4 separate regions of the Mus musculus genome follow, and regions 1, 2 and 3 are each linked to region 4. A link is a contact called in public ChIA-PET and HiChIP or PLAC-seq data. All regions are on one chromosome and are shown on one strand. Each heading gives the region's core, a stretch centred on a gene start, on an enhancer-like site or on the middle of the called end of the contact. The rest is flanking DNA. Distances are from core to core; before and after follow the strand shown.

Region 1 (2,882 bases), core at 210-2,709, 190 kb after region 4:
GCCTCCTAATCCTTCCCATTAGCCAGACGTAAATTCATTTCACACTAAAATCCTTTAGGGTGCTCTACAATTTAATGTTTTATTTTTGGCACCAAAGACACTACATTTCCCTGAGCTCTCACCCGTCGGTGCAACTTCCCAGGCTTTTAAAGAAAACTCACTGTCTGGGGCACAAGGCTCAGTGGTAAGAGTGTTTATCCTAGCATGTGTGAGACCTGAGGTTCAGTACCCCCCACCAACAAAAAAAGTCCTATCTCCCATTACTGCTAGGCACGGTGGAGCACACTATAGTCATATAGTGAGAGAGGCTTCACTTGGGAGAGGCTGAGACAGAAGACATTTGAGCTTAAGGACAGCTTGTACTACCTAGTAAGCTCGAGGCAAGCCTGGACTGTGTTAGCCTGAGCCTGTCTCAGGAAGTCTGGGACTGAAGAGAGCTTGGAAGTAGAGCTCTTGCCCACACGTCAAGGTTCCATCCCCAGCACTGAAAGAACACTAACTCAAAGTGGCCTCCTCTTGCCTTGTGAGGGCATCAAAATAACCATGCTAGTAATTCACCAACCAGAATGACAAGGGGCTATCACAGTTGTCTACAATAGCACTGTTCTTGCCCTAAGCCCTGCTAACCAGGGAGCACGTGGACCTGGCTCAGATGTCACCAGAAATGCATAGGGCCATCTCCAACCTCCCATCCCTCGTCCTGAAGCACCACCATCTCCACTGCCTTCCCAGTAGAATGGGACATCTTTGAGCATGGGAGCTACTTTCACAACCTCCAGACAGGAAGTAGGATGGGAGGCTCCTTTAAAGTCAGCCTCCTGGGCCGACAGGATGACTGAACAGGTAGAGAGTTTACAGTGTGAGTTGTTGATGTGAAGGAAGCTGCTGCCGAATTCCGTGTTATGAGCATCATTAAGAGTCTGTCTTTGGTCCATTTCTTTAAAGTGAGGTGGGGGTGGTGCCGAAGACGAATCTCACACACTGCGTTGAGATCTAGATTTGTTTTTCTCCAGTGTTTGCTTGTCACATGGCTCAGTGAATGTCAAAATGGGAAAGAGGGGAGGAACTGGAGTTTTTGCTTCACAGCAAGCTTGTCAAAACCTTCCTTCCTCAGTTGTTCAACACAACAATCGAAACATCTGAGAAGAGTGACAACCTGCATGAACGCCTGAAAATCCTCCTGCAGCAGACCCTCCTCACTGCCTACACCAATGTGTCTCGGGGACTCTTCGAGCAGCACAAACTCATCTACAGCTTCATGCTCTGTGTTGACATCATGCGCGAGCATGAGCAGCTAACGGAGGCCGAGTGGAATTTCTTCCTCCGAGGTTCTGCAGGGATGGAGAAGGTACCTGGGACGCACCAAAGGGGGTGGGGGATGCCCTCCCACCTATTAACCTATGTGTTACTTCTCTTACTGTTGTGACCAGAGAGTGACCAATACTTGACAGGAAGCAATTTGAGGAAGTGTTCACTAGAACTCAACAAAGGGCACACAAGTCTATCACTGGGGAGGGGGTGGTTGTAGCAGGAAGCGCGTGATCACTTTGTATCCATAGTCAGGAAGCAGAGCAAGGGCTAGAAGTGGAGCAGGCTAAAAGGTTGAAAGCAACATGTGGCTGTAAGTGATAACATCTGTGTGAGTTTGAATGCTCTCCTGGATCAGTTAGGAGTCAGTTAAGTAAACATCAGGACCCACCCACCCCCAGTGACCCATTTCCTCCAGCAAGACTCTACCTCTCCCTTGGGAGTCAGAGGCAGGTGGATTTCTGAGTTCGAGGCCAGCCTGGTCTACAGAGTGAGTTCCAGGACAGCCAGAGCTACACAGAGAAACCCTGTCTCGAAAAACAAAACAAAGCAAAACCAAACAAAACAAGACTCTACCTCCTAAAGCCTCTACAAACCCACTTGCCCAAAGTACCGACCACTAGAGACCAACTGTTCAAACAGGAGGACTAGTGAGTGTCATTTCATATGCAATCCACAACAGCACACAGTCACCTGACAATAGTCAGGAGGCCAGGTTACAGCTCAACTGTAACCAGCAGGCTGTAGAATTTGGTTGATAGCTTGCCTGCTGTGTAGCGTTGTCCTCGCCGTAGAAAAGGGTTATTAGGCATAGCCATTGAGCCAGAATTTAATTACCTGTGAAACTAAGAGCTGGTTCAGTAGTTCAAAGTGCTTGCCACTACTCCAGAGGACCAGACTGAGTTCCCAATACTCACACTTGATAGCTGTCACTGCCTGCCATTCCAACTCCAAAGGATTCAATGTCCTCTTCTGGCCCCTGGGTACCTGCACACAGTGCACATACACATACAAACACACAATTTAAAAGATGAAAAGAAAGGCAACTATCTTACAAATGTGAAGAGTTTTCTCAGATGGGGGCTCGGAGAAACTAAAGAACTTTCCAGAACACATTAACGCGTGGGAGAGACCGATCCAAATGTGTCTGAGCCTCTATAGTCCACGTCTATTCCATTGCTTACTGCTGTTCCTCATGAGTAGCATATTTAAAAGAAGTTTAAAATCCATCAAATTCAAAGCTTTAAAAATATCCAGAAATCAAAATTAATTAATTCATTAACTAATTGACTAGTTAACTAATCAATTAAAGGCCAGGCTTAGTGGCACACACTTTTAATCCCAGCATATGGAGGTATGTGCCGAGGTAGGTGGATCTCTAAGTTCAAGGCCAACCTGGCCTACATAGCAACTTCCAGGAGAGCCAGAGCGACATCGTATGACCCTCTCAAAAATGAGCAAGCACAGAAATCCTACTTAGACATTTCTCAGAAGGTTTTAAAACTAAACTTTTCCTTCTCTCATAAAAGAATTAAGATGAAAGGTGAGTGATTTTTTTTTTTAATGTTTGGAGC
Region 2 (3,194 bases), core at 505-3,004, 230 kb after region 4:
TGTTGCTGGGCAAGGTGGCACACACCTTTAACCCCAGCAGAGGCAGGCAGACCTCCGTAAATTCAAGGCCAGTCTGGTCTATCATAGAAAAGCGGTTTTAAAATGAACTAAGTGGAAAAAGCTGGGTTCCAAAACTCCGAGTGGGCCTGGGCTGCAGTCCTACAAAATGGAAGCGGAGAGAAAGAAAACATATGACATGAGATGTGAGCCGGGGCGAGGGCTCAGTGGTAAAGGCTCTCGTCACCAAGCCTAACAACCTGAGTCTGGTCCCCAAGGCCCACATGATGCTAAGAGAGAATGGAACATTTTACAGTGGCCTGGACCTCCATCAGGAAGCGGGTGAGCATCTGATTGACTTTTTAGGATGTGGCAATTATTAAAACCATTCCATTAGGGGTTGGTTAAGCATTTTAAAAATTGGTTATTAAGCTTCAAGTGTCTACCAATGATTTAATATAAAATTTTATTTTTATGTAATAGTGTACATTTTATTTTATGTAATAGTATACATGTGAGTAAATGTAGTAGCGTCTTTTGGCCAGAAGAGGGCGTTTAAACCTGAGCGTGAGCTCATCCCTGTGCCTAAACCTTCTTCCTTCACAAAGATAGGAGATTCTGGGACTCCTAGTGGAACCAACCTGTTTGTGTCAACAAATATATTGTAGTGAGTGGCAAAGAGGCAGATTTATAGTTACAATTTTAATTTATTGTTAAAAGTGATTTAGGACACACATCATTGCTGTGGAGTGTGGCCCTTATTTAAACTCTGAATCTAAGTAACTGTCAAGTACCAATATAACATATACATATATATATGTGTGTATATATATATATATATGTGTATATATATATGTGTGTATATATATATGTGTGTATATATATATGTGTGTGTGTGTATATATATGCATATATATACATACAGTGTGTGTGTATAATGAGTTTATACATGTATGTATGCACACTAGAAAAATTTGAACAGCTCTTAGAAAGTAATATTTTAGCTATGATATTTGTGCCTTTAATAGTCAGGATTTAGAGACACATACCAAAATAGATGCAGCAAAAGTTTTTACGTAATATTTCTTCAAAATAATCTACAAGGCATGTGAAGTGTGTATCATGAGATGGATAAGGAAGGACCATTTATGCTTTAATTTTTTTTTCCACAAAAAAAGAAAAGCTAAGCATGATCAAACATGAACAGTGAACCCAGCTAACCTCTGAGAGCGCTCTAACAATTTCTCAGTCTGGTTTAGAACAACACAATAGTACTGTTTTCAAGGCAAGCTGAATTAAAGGCGGTCCAAGTCTCTTGTTAACTGTAGCAGCATGAAGAAGGACGAAAGCAGGTTCCCATTGTGATGAACACCTGAATTATTCTCAGATGTAAAACATGTTTCCTCACTAAGGGGTCCCCATCCACCCCCAGAGTAAGTTCAGCTAAGCCCCTGCGGTGCAGGCCCTGGTCCTGCCTGCAGACAGCAGCTTTGGTGAGCAGGTTCTGTAGTTCTAAAGCCCATTAAATCCCTTCTGTGGGAACACAGCCTTTATTTCTGCATCCTTTTCTTTCTCATTCATCCATCCATCTGTTTTGAGCCGGTCTCACTATCACTACGTAGCCCTGGCAGTTTGGAACCTGCCACGTAGTCCAAGCTGGGCCTCCAGCTCATAGAGATCCACATGTCTATGCCTGCCCAGCACTGTCCTTAACCTTCCAGTCACGCTCCATCCCTCTGTAGTAAGCAGCCAGCCTTTGCTTTCTTGAACGGCAGTCCACTACACAGCATGTGTGTCATGGCCATCCTGTTTGTCAGAAGCACAAGACCTCTGACATCAGCCCTCCAGGATGTCGGCGTAGGGCACGTGACATGAGACACACACACATGTCTGTCCCAATCATCTACCCCTTGGAGGTGCTTCTTGTCTAACTGTGAGCCAAGCAGATTGGACAGTAAATCCCTTAGTAGGGCGCCGGGAGGTTGAGTGGGAGGGGATTTTGGAAGGCAGCTACACTCATTTCTGGCCAACAGGGAATTGATTCTGCTTAAACCCAGTCAGTGGATGCAGGGGTTTAGTTGTATCCTGAGTCTTCCTCCAGACCCAGGGAAGGCCTCACATACTCCAGGCACTGATTGCCTGCATTGGGCCGGCACCCATAGAAGCATGGAGACAAATTTCTGGACTGCATAAAACCAGTAAATACACAGGGAAGGTGTCTAGAGCGGCTTGCCATGCTGTGGCACTGGAAAGCCAGGAATCCAATGGGCCAGAAAGGTGAAAAGGTAGAGGCACCCTCTGCTGGGTCCGAGGCTGCCTTCCCTGATGTCCATTCCACACCGATGGAATCTGAGAGAGTGGTGCAGAAGGAGCCATCGCCATCCGAGGGCACCATCTTCTTCTCAGTGGCCCCGTAGACAGCCACAGAAGGGAAAGAACTCCTGAAGAGTGACTTGCTGCACAGAACGGTTACACACTGAAGACAAAATGCCTGTCCCCGTACCTGTTCATCCCAGGAGCCCAAGAGTTTTCCAGTGTAGGATGGAGTGAAGGAAGGGCAGATAAATAGACGACCACATGTATAGATGCCCTACCTACCATTAGAAACCCCTAAGTCAGGCCTGAATCTCAGCCCAATGCTCCTAGGTTCAACCTACAGAAAACCTGAAACATACTCAGGAAGATATAAGCTCTAAGCCAGAGAGGCCTCAAAGCACCATGTATTCCAAAATCTCCTTTCTTATCGCCCAAAACTAGAACCTTCAGAGGGCTGTGCCCAGCATCTTCAGGTTCAGCCAGGTCTGGAGCTAGAGCCTCTTGACTCTCAGTAATCTTATCTCCGTGAATCCAGAGGTTACTGTTTAAATAACATCTCTTCTTTCCCACCCTGCCCACCCCCACCACCCCACCCCCACCACCACCCCCACCCTCCCACCACCCCACCACCACCCCCATATCATTTCTCAGGCCATTCAACCAACTTTGTGGTGACTGTCCTCTTACCCTCCAAGAGGATCAGTGATTACTGGATCTCCAAGGGGTCAGCGTTGCTCTGCCAGCTGAGTGAGTAAGTGGGAGCCTCGCCGATCCAGAAGTCTTCCCTGATGAGGAGGAAGTGACCTCTGAGTCGACTTAAGGATGGCAGCTGTGGCTGTTATTTCTCCCATGACCTAAAATAAAGTCGTTTTGAGTTATTT
Region 3 (3,089 bases), core at 378-2,877, 250 kb after region 4:
TCCCAAGGCCATCTGATAGTGAGAAATCAGAAGACCGAAGAGCAGTCAGACATGGACAAGGAGAAATGGTGGCAGAGGTTGTTGGAAAACCAGAAGGGTAGAAGCCAGCAGGAGAAAGGGCCTTCTGAGGGAATCAACAAGTGGTCTGAGGGTCGCTGGAGGTCAGAGCAGAGGAAGGGCTTGAGGCCTGGCCTCTCTCTGCAAGGAAACAGTGAAGTCCAGACAAGGCCAACTGGATGGCATCCTGGAAGCAAAAGCTGCCCTTCCCCCACTCAAAGAACAGCAGGGAGGACAAGGAGCTCAGAAGCAATGTCTCTCTGCAGGGGGAGAAACTGAGGCTTTCAAAGATCTACAGTCCTCTCTCTAAAGTTGCCATTAAGTGGCCCAAGAACCAGGTTCTATTACATTCTACTTATTTATTTGTCTATTTGTTTATTTGTCTGTTTATTATATATAATGTTGGGGGCAGGGAACACGTATCAGGATGCATATGTGGAGGTCAAAGGACAACTTCCCAGAGTCAGATCTCTCATTCCACCATGTGGGTCCCAAAGATGGAACTCAGGCTGTCAGGCTTGGTGTTGAGCATCTCTGTCCATTGAACCATCTTGCCAGCCCACAGGCTTTAAAGAACTTACCACGAGGCCTTACCATGCATACGGCTGTGCTTGCGATTCATTGTCTTTTGGCAATTAATGTTCTATTAAGTCGACCCAAGTGACACACATCTATAGTCCCAGCTAGTCTGGAAACAGGCAGGTGGATTTCTCAAGCCCAGAAATTCAGGGCCTTCCTGGGTAACAAAGCAGGGTTCCAACTCAAAAGAGAAAAAAAAAAAAAACTTTATTCAATGTACTGTCATTCAAGAGCTCTAGCTGAGCCTGGATCTTACAAGACTCTACTCAGCAACCCTTCCTGACCCCAGGAGACCTGCCCAAGAAACACTACACTAACATCAGTGAAGCCTTGGGGTACCAGCTTTCCCCAGCTTAGATTTACACAATTCACAAGCTTTTCTGCTTTTTGTACCTAGAGTGTGTGTGTGTCCCAGCTTAGATTTACACAATTCACAAGCTTTTCTGCTTTTTGTACCTAGAGTGTGTGTGTGTGTGTATGTGTGTATTATATATATATATGTATGTGATTATGTAATATACATATATATAAATGTATGTGTGAGTGAGTGGTTTCAGTGTCCACAGAGGTCGGAAGAGGGAGGACATCAGATCCTCTGGACTTAGAGTTACAGGCAAATGTTCTTAACTGCTGATCCATGTCTCCAAACACTCTAAAGTTGTATATTCATATATTCAAATATATATTTGCCAAGCTGGTATATATATATCTGTGACTTTGAGGCCAGCTTGGTCTACATAGTGAGTTCCAGGACAGCTAGGGATGTTATACAGAGAAACCCTGTCTAGGGGAGAAGAAAAAAAGCTGCCATGTGTGTAAAAGTTCAAAAGTTACATTTTAGTAAATAAACTGAGCCAAGTGCAGTGACAGTCTCAAGATTAGCCAACGTCAGTACATAGCAAGTTTGAAGCTAGTCTAGGCTACATGAGACGCTGTCTCAAAAAAGTTGGGGGGAGGGGGGGCTCTGGATGTTGGTAGAGTGCCTGGTGTGCACAAAGCCCTGATTTTATACCCCCCACATCCTCAATGCATAACACAGGGTTGGGTGGCACACCACTGTAACGCAGTGCAGGAGAGGCTGAGACCAGAGAGCCAAAGTTCTCAGTCATTCTCTAATACTCGGTGAGTCTGAAGCCAACCTGTGATCCATGAGATTGGGGAAGGAAGTCAGGGATGAAGAGGAGGAGAAAGGAAATAGAGAAAAGAAAGGAACCTTACCGTACAGGCTCCTTCAACTTACGCAGTTCTGTTCTGACAAACAGAACACCTGCCTCACTCCTGAAGCACAGCCACCGTCCTGAGGGCTATAGATACTGCTCTACCAGGCACGGCCTCAGCCACACAGGCAGGAAGACAGCCTCTGGGCCTCTAATCTGCAGTTCTTATCTTGCCTCTGCCGGGTGCCAAAGCCCCAGCCCAGAGCACTGACTGAACAGGTGTGTCTGCCTCTGCTGCCCTCAGACCCAGATCCTCAGCCGCAGGACAGTCTGTCTCCACAAACACAATCCACTAGCCCACTTCAGCATGACTCCCGTCCCCACATGCTAGGAACAAAAGCTGTGAACCTCAGTAGTTAAAAGAGAACAAAACTGAAAACATATCCCTTCTAAACCGCGTGGCAACAGTCCTCAAAAGAGAAAGACTTGCCTATGGCTGACTGAGACACAGGAAGCCACACCCTCAAGTCTTAGATTTGTAAGACACCTGTATAGTGCACAAAACAAAAAGCAAGGTTCCACAGGGGTACCTGGAGCCTTTGGCTCCTTGCATCCCAGGACCTATAGCACCTGTGTTTTCCCAAAATGACACCCAGCCACAGTGATATCACAACAAACTAGCCATGAGTTCCCCTTTTCATTCCATCCACGTTCACTGAGCACCTATTACTTCCAGACACTGAGAATACAGATGCAAATGCAATGGACAAGAACCCATTCAAGATCACGTAGCTGGGACGGGAAGGCAGCAAGCATCATTTTTAGCAGATCGGATTAAGTGCTACAGAGAAAACAAGCAAGGAAATAGACAAGAAGGATGAATTTGATCAGCAAAGGGCACATCATGAAACATGTGAGTCAAGAAGACTAGACAGAAGTAAAGGGGCATGCTTGTGGATAGATGGGGAAGAACTTTCCAAAAGAAGGAAGATCAAGAGAAAAGCTAGCAGACGAGAAAAGCAAGGATCAGTCAAGGGGTCTGTCCTCGTAGTGCTGTTGGGATTGTTTGTTGTTCGTGGCTTGATCTCTGCATCCTAGACTAGCCTCAAACATTCAGCGGAGGGTGATCCGGAAGCTGACTCTCCTTTCTGTATCCCTAACGTGCTGAGATTACCAGCATGTACTGCCAGGCACTCCCATTTTATGCCTTGCTGGGGATAGAACCCAAGGCTTCATGCAGGCTCTAAGCCAATGCTCTACCAACTGAGCTACATCCCCAGCCCCTGTTTGAATATT
Region 4 (2,903 bases), core at 277-2,776:
CTGTCCTCAAATGACCTGGCAATGAGGTACAGCTACTGGGTGCACACTTATCCTTGAACACTTTTAGGATACCCAAGAAAGAAACTAAGTCTCACCTACTATCTGATGCGAGAGGAAACAAGATGTCACAAAGAAAAGAGTGTTACATGAGTGTCTATTTCTGAGCAGTAAACTGACTCACTTATTCTACACAATGAAACCAAACCACTCATTACTTCTTAACATCTCCTAGATCTGGATAAACCTGACAACCAATCACTCATCACAGTTTTAATCGGCAATCATTTCTCCTGTTAGTGATAGGCAGGACAATGCTCTGCTTCACAAACCAAGCTATTACTTGAGAGATGTTTGTTTGTTTGTTTGTTTAGTAGGCTTTTGTTTGTTTCATTTCGTTTTGTTTTCAAGACAGGGTTTCTCTGTGTAACAGCTGTGGCTCTCTTGGGACTCATTTTGTAGACCAGGCTGGCCTCGAACTCACAAAGACCCGCATACCTGCCTCTGCCTCCCAAATGCAGGAATTAAATGTGTGGGCCACCACATCCATCGAGAAATCACTTTTTAAAAAAAGACTATTATACACATACGAATGATTGGCCAGACTTCAAAAACGACATGACCGGTTCCCAAGCTGTTTCCTATCGTACCTAACACAGAGACTTTGAACGCAGCACTACTTTTCAAGAGTCAGCATTGCAGGATAGCAACCCTGGGAGATTGGTTCTCAGAAACTGAGGTGTTCATTGGAGTCTCGTAAAGAGCGACACATCATTGGTCAGCTTCCAAGCTCCTACGGGGCCACGTTGACTCTGGGTGCAGAAACCACCTTTCCGTTGGCCCTACCACTTCAACAGAACGGTCAACTCCAAGTGCAGAATCTTTCGGGACAAATTACAACCTCTTCAACCCGGGGGCTCACACTCCCAGCAGAGTTCATCCTGGACCTCTTTAGCCTTGGCTCCAAGTAAGGGCCAGCCCAGAGGCCACCTCCACCTCACCCCCCCCCCCCCGCCTCCACACACACACACCCCGTCACCGAGGGAACTAGGATATTGTTGCCGTGTCTGCAGGGCGCCCTGCGAAGTGCATCGGCCGATCCACGACCCCATCGGACAAAGCCCCCTCCACCCCCGAGGTCTGCCACTGGCGTTTGGACCGGTGGCTCCCTCGCCCCTTCCGAGGGCCCGCCCGGAAGAGCCCGGACACCGCCGGGGCCAGAATCAGGAACCCGAGGTCTACGCAAGCATGGAGGACAGAGCCGGGCCGGCACGACTCACGGAGGAAGGTGCGCGACAACAGGCGGGCGGCGGCGAGGCCGCTGCTGCTGGAGACCATGGTTGCAGTGGCAGCCGCAGCAACTACTGTTGCGGTCATCCCCCAATGACACTCTCAGGACCCCGGGACCTTGGCATGGGCTCAGGCTCGCGCAGAAAGGTGTCTAGAGGAGTAGCCTGAATATCTTACGCTCCTCGGAGTCTCTTCTCAAACAGTGAACGTTACAAGTGGAAAAGAACAAGAAGGATGACGTTTGAAAAGCAAACAATAGCTCTGTTCTTTAGTAGATGTGGGCTTGGGTAACCATAAACATAACGGCAATGTGTGGGACAGCCCATGAGAGGCCCGGCCGGCGCGTGGTGTTGTGGGAAATGTATTTTTTTTCCGAGTAAGCAGCGTGCTGAAAGGGAAGGGGTTGGAAGCGATTTAAACTCCGGCGTGGGCGCCCAGGAAAAGCCGTGACAAACGCTGAGGGGAGGCGCCGGCAGCAATGCTATGTGCCAGACCGTGATCCTGCACTTTGTTTTTTTCTGACCTGTTACAGAGAAGATTGTACTCCTCTTGTCCTCCCTGTACGGTTCCGGAAATTATCCGCACTAGTGGCCGGCAAAAGAAAAAAGGAAAAGTGACCAAATACTTAAAATTAAAAAGCCCCTTAGCTGACAGTTTCCTGAAGCAGGAATCTCTTTATTAAACAAACTGGCGCACTGCCTTCGACTAATGCTAATTATTTACTAATGCTAATTATGCCTCTTTCTAAAATCCTAAGGACTACAACTCGAGATCAAATAGGATTTGTGCCCAATTGGAACAAATTATTCACTCCACTCTTTTAAAACCTTAGCAAGTCCTTGAGCCAAAGCACCACGTTTCTTGTCTAAAACCGCGTTCCTAAGATTCCTTATCAGTATAATCAATAAAGTTATTTTAGCTCAGTAAGGTCGTCATTATAATTCGCACCATTCTCATGTGTACTTGTCTTGTAGATCCTGCCCTTGTGGTAAAGTTAAATATCAGTGCTTTCCAAATAGGTCCAGTGTGAACATTTTTTTAAAGATTTATTTATTTACTTATTATGTACAGTGTTCTGTCTGCAGTATGTCTGTGAGCCAGAAGAGGGCACCAGATCTCATTACACTTGGTTGTGAGCCACCATGTGGTGGCTGGGAATTGAACTCATGGACCTCTGAAAGAACAACCAGTGTTCTTAACCTCTGAGCCATCTCTCCAGCCCGCGAACAATGGTTTTAAGGAGGAAATTTTTCACTGAATCTTTACTTAATAATTAAGCATTTTGTTTCATTTATTTAACAAAATGTGTAATACATAGTATATATAACATATAGTATAGATTGTAAATATGTGTGTGTGTACACTATATTGACAACATTATGCTGATTGGACCAAGTGAGTAGTGGATAGCAGCCAGTTTGAATTCATGGGTAACACGTAAATTCAACCAAAATTCAAGAACCTTCTAACTCAGTGAAATTCTTAGGAGTGCAGTGGTTTGGGGCATGCAGAGCTATCCTTCTATTGTAAAGTTATTGTGTCTGGCCCCTCCCACTGGAAAGAAGCACGGTGTTTACTGAGCCTGTTTGGATTTTGGATGCAGCACCCTCTTCACT

Evidence for each region. ChIA-PET counts read pairs in DNA pulled down with a chosen protein or histone mark. HiChIP or PLAC-seq counts read pairs in DNA pulled down with a chosen protein or histone mark.
Region 1: an H3K27ac HiChIP or PLAC-seq map of acute myeloid leukemia shows a contact between it and region 4, with 2.2 times the contacts expected there. The contact joins the enhancer-like site here to the promoter of Suclg1 in region 4. A contact is called at or near these places in 2 of 39 promoter capture datasets (stem cell-derived epiblast-like cells and trophoblast stem cells), 1 of 15 datasets of contacts at CTCF or cohesin (the NIH/3T3 cell line), 12 of 484 Hi-C or Micro-C datasets (the BV-2 cell line, the F1.1 cell line, the G1E-ER4 cell line and 8 more), 9 of 115 datasets of contacts at active chromatin or transcription factors (acute myeloid leukemia, bone marrow-derived macrophages, embryonic stem cells and 1 more) and 1 of 9 other capture datasets (embryonic stem cells).
Region 2: a contact with region 4 is called in an H3K4me3 HiChIP or PLAC-seq map of bone marrow-derived macrophages, with 2.9 times the contacts expected there. The contact joins the enhancer-like site here to the promoter of Suclg1 in region 4. A contact is called at or near these places in 4 of 39 promoter capture datasets (cranial neural crest, embryonic stem cells, hippocampal neurons and 1 more), 1 of 15 datasets of contacts at CTCF or cohesin (the NIH/3T3 cell line), 29 of 484 Hi-C or Micro-C datasets (the AML12 cell line, B cells, the C2C12 cell line and 20 more), 10 of 115 datasets of contacts at active chromatin or transcription factors (bone marrow-derived macrophages, embryonic stem cells, stem cell-derived neural progenitor cells and 1 more) and 2 of 9 other capture datasets (embryonic stem cells and liver).
Region 3: a contact with region 4 is called in an RNA polymerase II ChIA-PET map of memory CD8 T cells, with 160 read pairs. The contact joins the enhancer-like site here to the promoter of Suclg1 in region 4. A contact is called at or near these places in 2 of 39 promoter capture datasets (neural stem cells and stem cell-derived epiblast-like cells), 1 of 15 datasets of contacts at CTCF or cohesin (the NIH/3T3 cell line), 11 of 115 datasets of contacts at active chromatin or transcription factors (bone marrow-derived macrophages, effector CD8 T cells, embryonic stem cells and 3 more) and 3 of 9 other capture datasets (adipose tissue, embryonic stem cells and pancreatic islet).

The regions. Positions count from the first base shown.
Region 1 is chr6:73,058,533-73,061,414 of GRCm38.p6, reverse strand. Dnah6 (dynein, axonemal, heavy chain 6) reads left to right here. Exons shown (of 77, transcript NM_001164669.1): 61 at 1,115-1,348. Among named protein-coding and RNA genes, the nearest start is that of Gm20560, 48 kb to the right of the region's middle. Within about 2 kb of position 1,459, at least 11 of the 459 cell types and tissues checked have an H3K27ac peak or open chromatin away from gene starts, as enhancers often do. A contact at or near this core is called in the HPC-7 cell line and acute myeloid leukemia, where this site is marked.
Region 2 is chr6:73,017,616-73,020,809 of GRCm38.p6, reverse strand. It overlaps Dnah6 (dynein, axonemal, heavy chain 6), which reads left to right. Exons shown (of 77, transcript NM_001164669.1): 77 at 2,965-3,194. The coding sequence ends at 3,068. Gm20560 (a long non-coding RNA gene) reads right to left here. Exons shown (of 4, transcript XR_001785283.2): 2 at 3,001-3,167. Among named protein-coding and RNA genes, the nearest start is that of Gm20560, 7.3 kb to the right of the region's middle. Within about 2 kb of position 1,754, at least 5 of the 459 cell types and tissues checked have an H3K27ac peak or open chromatin away from gene starts, as enhancers often do. A contact at or near this core is called in bone marrow-derived macrophages, where this site is marked.
Region 3 is chr6:72,992,464-72,995,552 of GRCm38.p6, reverse strand. No RefSeq gene overlaps it. Among named protein-coding and RNA genes, the nearest start is that of Gm31547, 13 kb to the left of the region's middle. Within about 2 kb of position 1,627, at least 62 of the 459 cell types and tissues checked have an H3K27ac peak or open chromatin away from gene starts, as enhancers often do. A contact at or near this core is called in effector CD8 T cells and memory CD8 T cells, where this site is marked.
Region 4 is chr6:73,247,128-73,250,030 of GRCm38.p6, reverse strand. Suclg1 (succinate-CoA ligase, GDP-forming, alpha subunit) reads right to left here and starts at 1,526. Exons shown (of 9, transcript NM_019879.3): 1 at 1,278-1,526. The coding sequence starts at 1,374. It overlaps Gm38834 (a long non-coding RNA gene), which reads right to left and starts at 1,268. Exons shown (of 2, transcript XR_869182.3): 1 at 648-1,268.